Regions from separate parts of the Mus musculus genome. Here region 1 is linked to region 2. Evidence: chromatin contacts called from public Hi-C data. All regions are on one chromosome and are shown on one strand. The core of a region is the stretch at or near the end of the contact, and the rest is flanking DNA. Distances in the headings are between cores, read along the strand shown. Region 1 overlaps Gm10248 (predicted gene 10248). Region 2 overlaps Lrmda (leucine rich melanocyte differentiation associated).

What was found. A called contact is a pair of places that touch in the nucleus more often than the background predicts.
Region 1: a Hi-C map of uterus shows a contact between it and region 2, with 2.8 times the contacts expected there. The contact joins two enhancer-like sites. A contact is called at or near these places in 4 of 484 Hi-C or Micro-C datasets (3T3-L1-derived adipocytes, the C2C12 cell line, nephron progenitors and 1 more).

The regions. Positions count from the first base shown.
Region 1 is chr14:23,055,746-23,058,805 of GRCm38.p6, reverse strand. All of the region lies in intron 2 of Gm10248 (predicted gene 10248), which reads left to right. It overlaps Lrmda (leucine rich melanocyte differentiation associated), which reads right to left. Exons shown (of 7, transcript NM_028275.1): 7 at 2,718-2,851. The coding sequence ends at 2,772. Among named protein-coding and RNA genes, the nearest start is that of Gm10248, 37 kb to the left of the region's middle. Within about 2 kb of position 1,360, at least 5 of the 459 cell types and tissues checked have an H3K27ac peak or open chromatin away from gene starts, as enhancers often do. A contact at or near this core is called in uterus, where this site is marked.
Region 2 is chr14:22,626,400-22,629,326 of GRCm38.p6, reverse strand. The region is part of intron 5 of Lrmda (leucine rich melanocyte differentiation associated); the gene reads right to left. Among named protein-coding and RNA genes, the nearest start is that of 4930405A10Rik, 85 kb to the right of the region's middle. Within about 2 kb of position 1,601, at least 10 of the 459 cell types and tissues checked have an H3K27ac peak or open chromatin away from gene starts, as enhancers often do. A contact at or near this core is called in uterus, where this site is marked.

The sequences.
Region 1 (3,060 bases), core at 111-2,610, 430 kb before region 2:
CACACACACACACACACCACACTTTCATTTACTCTGTAGTTTGCTTTCTTTTATTCCTTAGTACACATGAGTATGTGAAAACCTACAACACGGAGACATGCAGCCTGATTTAGTGATCATCTTTTGTAATGTGCTTCTATTTAAAGCAACAAACAGATGGAGGGTTTATGAGCAGGGCTGGTAAAGGTAAGAGCAAATGATTGCTATAGCACTTTTAATAGGATTTCCCACAATCTAAAGCAGTACTCCCCGAGGAACAAATTGTTCTATAAAATTTTGTTAGTTAGGAAAAAAGTAATCTCCCGGACTTTGCTGAAGCAACAGGGAGCTCCAGCATTCCATGAATCTCCAAGTTCTCTGCACTCAGACCAGTGTCCTGGGAAGGGGAAATCAGGTTGTCTGGGAATGCTCCCCAAAGAACAAGCTGTGTGGAGCCCAGCAAAAGGAAGACAAACAGGTGCAAAGGGGAGGATGAGGCATGTCTGGGTTTCAGATGAATTTACTGCCTTGTAATTTCCTACTTTGCAAACATGGTTTGGGAAATTCCTACAGATTTTAGATAAACAAGGCTCAGGGCTTTCTCCCCTGCCAATTCAGATGAGAGTCCAGTTCTAGAAAGGCAGATCTTGCTCAACAAACAACAGAATTGTACACAACCCAATGTTAATTCATTACTATCATCCCTACTTAGGATAAGCAAAACTCACTTTAATTCCACCACGAAGATGAATATACTGCCAGGATGGCCTTTACGCAAGTTATAATTAAAGCTAATCTTAATTGAAGTTATTACACCATTCTGGAAGAAAACAAACAGCCCAAAGAGAGGGAAAGAGTGTGGTCAATAACTCACTCCAATTTTTTTTCTTTTTTGCCTCCAAAGCTCACATTGAGGGAGACATTCCTCCCCGTGATACAAATGGTTCTGACATTAAGAAAAGTAAACAAGTAAGAAAAATAAAGATGGAAAAATTCTGTGGTCAGTTCACAAGTGCTTTTTTATTGTTTGAGGCAGGGTTAAAGCCTTTTATGAAGACAGGGATATATGTGCTGTTAGATTGGCTGTGACATCAGACTAGTCTCACTGCCCTTGCACAGAGCCTTGCTTCTCATAATATGCAATGGACCGAAGGTTCTAATGCCTCTAAACAAAGAGGCAAGGTGGGACCTGATGATGTGAATGCAAACCATTAGCTCTCAGTGCTGTTGTATAGATCAAACAGGAGAAGGTACTCAACCGGGGTTATGAGTGGGTTGTATAATCTTTAGTTATTAATGGTCTCGGGGACTTTAGCATTAGCTGCTCCCAACATCTGATGAATGGAGGTTGTGAAATCTCCATGCAGGACTCCTGTCAGCCTGAATATGAGTTATTCCAAGACCCGGCTCACTCAGTATGGCAGAAGCTATGTAAACAGACTAGATCTGAGAAAGACGGTCCTTCTCCAGCAGCTCAGAGAGTCTGAGGACCCAATAACTGACTCTCCATTAGCAACTCTCTTGCTGTCTATAACTTGGAGGGATTCTTGGAGGATCTGCTATCTTAGCTAGGACACCCAGGGAAATGAACACACAGTATACTATTGAAGCATACCTTGACAGTATGTCAAGTGCAAGAAGACTTTCAGATGCCTTCTAGAGTGGCTTGACTGGGACAGTTGTAGACAAAATGGCAGCCCTCTGGCTAACATGGTTGTGCTTGCTTTCCTGTCAGTGCCAGCAAATGACCAAAGATAAAGAAAGATCTATTCATGTCTCATTAGCCATGGGTCTTCTGAGAGAAACAGAAAACCTTAAAGGTGTTTGTTTTATCAAACCTGTTTGGTCTGCTAGATAGTTTCTACAATCTCCCATTTGTTTTCTAATCTCCTGGCCCATCACCCCATCTTTCATCTCACTACATTTACATAGAATCCAAAGGACTTGGCAGCCTGTCCTTTTAGGGTAAATATGGCCATAGGCATTGCTGAACCTATATGGTAAAAGCCAAAGGAGAATCTCTGGTGTTGCTAAACCTTTGACAGGAAAGATGCCTAACCCTGGGTCTTCTTCAGGACAAGTGGATTTTGAACAACAACAACAACAACAACAACAACAACAACAACAACAACAACAACAAAATGCTTTTGTAGTCAGGGATTTGGGGAAATTCAGGAATTGTGCTATGAAGCTACATATCAATACATGACTTGCCTGAGAAGTTGTGTCCTTTGAAGGATTATGGATGGAAACACATTGCCAATGATAAAAGACAATGTTTATGGATTACCTGATATAATGCCTACTATGCAGACTGAAAGAATAAAGAGTATGTGCCCTTCTTCTGTACTGTTGGCTACTCCACTGAAAATAAGCCCAAGGCACAGTGATATCTGTGGACTTGACTTAGAAGGCAAGCCCAGGAGAGCCTCTATCACTATACCACAGCCAGTGAGCAAGCCTGAGGAGGCCCCAGGTGTGACCCCTGTTCCCCTGTGAGCAATGGAGAGACCAGGCAATCTGTCATGGTGTTCTGGCTGTCAGCCCCAGTGCTGTGCCGCTGCTGTCTGTCACCCTGGTGGATGAGACCTGCTTAAGGGCAATCATGTCAATCTCTCTGTGACCACTCAGTCTAAGGGAGGTGGATGATCGTGACAGGCCTGGCAAAGTAGGCACAAGGTACTGAAAAGCAGAAGTTATTGCGTGCTTAGAGAGACACAAGGCAGACTGTGATTTTTCTTGCTTTTCCACTTTATTGTCATGAAACAGGCTAAGGCGTGCAGAGTTTAGCTTCAGAGCTGATCATCTCGGATAAACCTGTTACCCTCTGAATTTCTTCCATAGTAAAAATAGCGACCTTTCCCGAGGACGCCTGTAAACAGAAAGGAAAATCATTACTGGTGGCACAATTCATATAGTTCAGAAAATCAGATGTTATTAAACAGGCATGCATCAGGATTGCTAATCTGATGGGAGGTAGATTAAGATGACAAAGACCGTACCTTCTTGTCCTTAGAGGTGACCTTGCAATGAAATGTGACTACCAAGTACAGAGTTCAAGAAATAACAGCTTTATGTGTG
Region 2 (2,927 bases), core at 352-2,851:
TGCCTATTGCCTCTGTCTTGTATAATAATATCCAAGGAATAGACACTAAACATTTGGTACATTTTGAGCCAATCCTAGGGGTGGTAGAATTATTGCACTCTGTGCTTTCATTGAGAAGAACTGGGCTGTCTAGAAAAAGAACCAAAGATTAAGAATGGACCCCCACCGTATTCAACAGACAGAGACAGGGTCAACAGGCTCACCAATAAGCAATAGCTGAGCATTGAGTCCTAAAACATAGGAAAAAAGAAGAGGCTCTTGGTGCTCAGGTGAAGGAGGATATTTTAAGATGATGGAAGAATTATTTTATTGACTTTGAAATGATCAATACATTCAGAAGAGGTTTACTTTAGGTCACCAACAATAGATCTGCAAGATACTGACTGACTGGCCATCTACAAAAAAAAGGAATTATGAATTAAAGTAGATGCCTACCAGACATCCCTCTTATTTTTAGGTTCTGAGTCTCCTCCTGCCTGTATTTCCATTCAGATATTGTGTTTTGGCTTCTAACTCTTATTACTTTCCCTCGGGGACTTACTGCTTATTAAATTCCTACCCTCAAATCTCAAGATACAGTTCTTCTAAAGAGCAGACAAATTCTAATGGACTCCCTCCTGGATTGAAGGGACAAAGCTCTGCAAAGAATAGGAAGCTCCTCTAGGGAGAGAATGTCCCTTGCTTGGGGACCTATAGCTACCCCTTTCTGTTTCAGAGAGAGAAGATGAAGGAGAAATGGGTAAAATAAGACATCCTGTCCTCTCTGTCATGATTTTGCTGTCAAACAGCTCTGCTACAGTATAGCATCAATGGATCATTCCTGTCTCTATCAGGCTTAGGAGCCACTATGTGTCAGTTCTTGTGGTCAAAGAGTTTTTGTTGGACTTTCAAATATGGAGGGAATCAAAGTTAGCATCATTGAGTAATAGAAGCGTAAGGACTGCTGGCGCATCTTCCCTTTGAGACCTCTGTATTCGGGCCTATGGGTTCTGTTTCTGACCTGCAAAGTGAGGCGACATGTCCTGATGTCATCTACCACATGAAGCCTTTCACATAGCAAACCAGAACCTTCTGGTGATCCTCATAACTTGTTTTCTCAGTAGGCTCAGGGTATCCATTTATCTATGCAGGTACGAGGGCTCATGAGAACCAAAACACCATCCTGAAATGATTATGTGTGACTGAACTTTCTGGGACGTCTGGGAATTTTTGATGCCCTTTGGACACTCAGTCTTCAATTGAGCATACCAGAGGCAATAGCCTCTTTCCGCCAGAGCCCAAGAAGATAATACATAAAACATCACCACCCCTGGGAACCTCAGAGATAATACCATATCCTCGGTAGATGATCTGAAGGTCACAAAGCAAGTAGCAAACTCTGATCAGCAGCCTCAGGCCTACAAGTCCAACATGAGAGAAGATATCTTTGCTCTATATAGTTTCCCTGGAAGAGACATCTGGTACCCAAGCCTGCCTGAACTATCACCCATATGTAATTCCTCCACCTGACACAGGGGTGCACCGACATGCCATCTCACCCTGCCCCCAGGCAGATCTGAATGTTCACCGATGCTAGGGATGATTTACGTGGTCTAGGAGAGGATTTTCCAAGAAAACACTCCACATAATTGGCCTTTGGTCGAGCTCCCCAGCCATGATTTATTTGTCTAGGACAAGCCAGGGAACGTCTCTCTCCACCTCTGCAAAGCCTCCGGTCCCTGGCCTCAAAGTTCAGCAAGTTTCTGGCCAGAGAATGTTCTTTCTCCCCTCCCACTCAGCCTTTTTCCCTGTGCCTTGCAATCTCATTTGCTAAATATACTAAGGTGCCCTGTACCCAGTGGTCTGTAGGTCTAGAATGTGCCAGGCTTCCTTTAGCTGGGAGTGTCAGTCCTAAATCACTCTGCTGGCAGCTGCCATCCATTTATATCCATGACCTAAGAAGACTGAAAGCACAAGTTCTTCCACAGAGATGCTTTTCCATCCAGGCGCCTGGAGGTTAGAAGCATACCGTGCTGTGTTCACACTGCTACCCTCCCACAAACATATAGGTACAAGGTACAAGGCACAAGAATGTACTCCAATGCTCAAAATGTTGAAGGATTAACTTCCATCTCAGTCACTTGTTTGTAGCCTGTGATGATAGCCTAAGCTAAACACCTCTAAATGCAGGCCCTGACAGTAAGCACAAAGAAACTGGAACTCATCAACTGGAAGACATCAGAACTTGTAGTAAAGACAGACTGAGAAATCCCTCTGCCTTGCAAATAACTTTTGGCTTTTGCTAGTCCCCTCAATAGAGACACCCCCAAGAAGCCCATGAAAGGTTTTCTGGAAAGTTGAGGCAGTCTCTGCATGGAAAGCTACAATGGGAAAGCCAAAGCAAGTCGTTTTTTTTCAAAAGTTTGGAGGGGTGCCTAGTTAAACCTTACCTTCCTGGCAGGCCCCTCCTGCAGAGGAGACTCTGAACTAGAAAAGGGCCTGGTAAGAAAATATGGTTTGAAAAATATTAAGGACAAGCCCATCACACACATACACACACATATTTACACTGCTTTGTGTGGCCTCTGTGTGTGCATGCATGTGTGCATGTATGCATGTGTGTGTGTGAGTGTGTGCATGTGTGCATGCGTGCATACCTGTATGTGTGTGTGTGTGTGTGTGTGTGTGTGTGTGTGTGTGTGTGTATGCATGCGCGGACGGGTGTATTCCTTGACAGGAGCATGTGCATATCTGTGATTGCAGAGGACAGAGAACTGCCTCAGAGCCTGTAATCCTATATCTGATCATCCACACTGTTTCTGTGTCTATTTGTTACTTTGTTTCATTCTTGAGACAGAGTTAGTCAGTGGCCTGTACCTTTTGTCCATAGAAAGAGTGTCTTCAGGCAAACTCTTCCTTACCAAGAAAAGGATGGAGAGAAGAGAGCC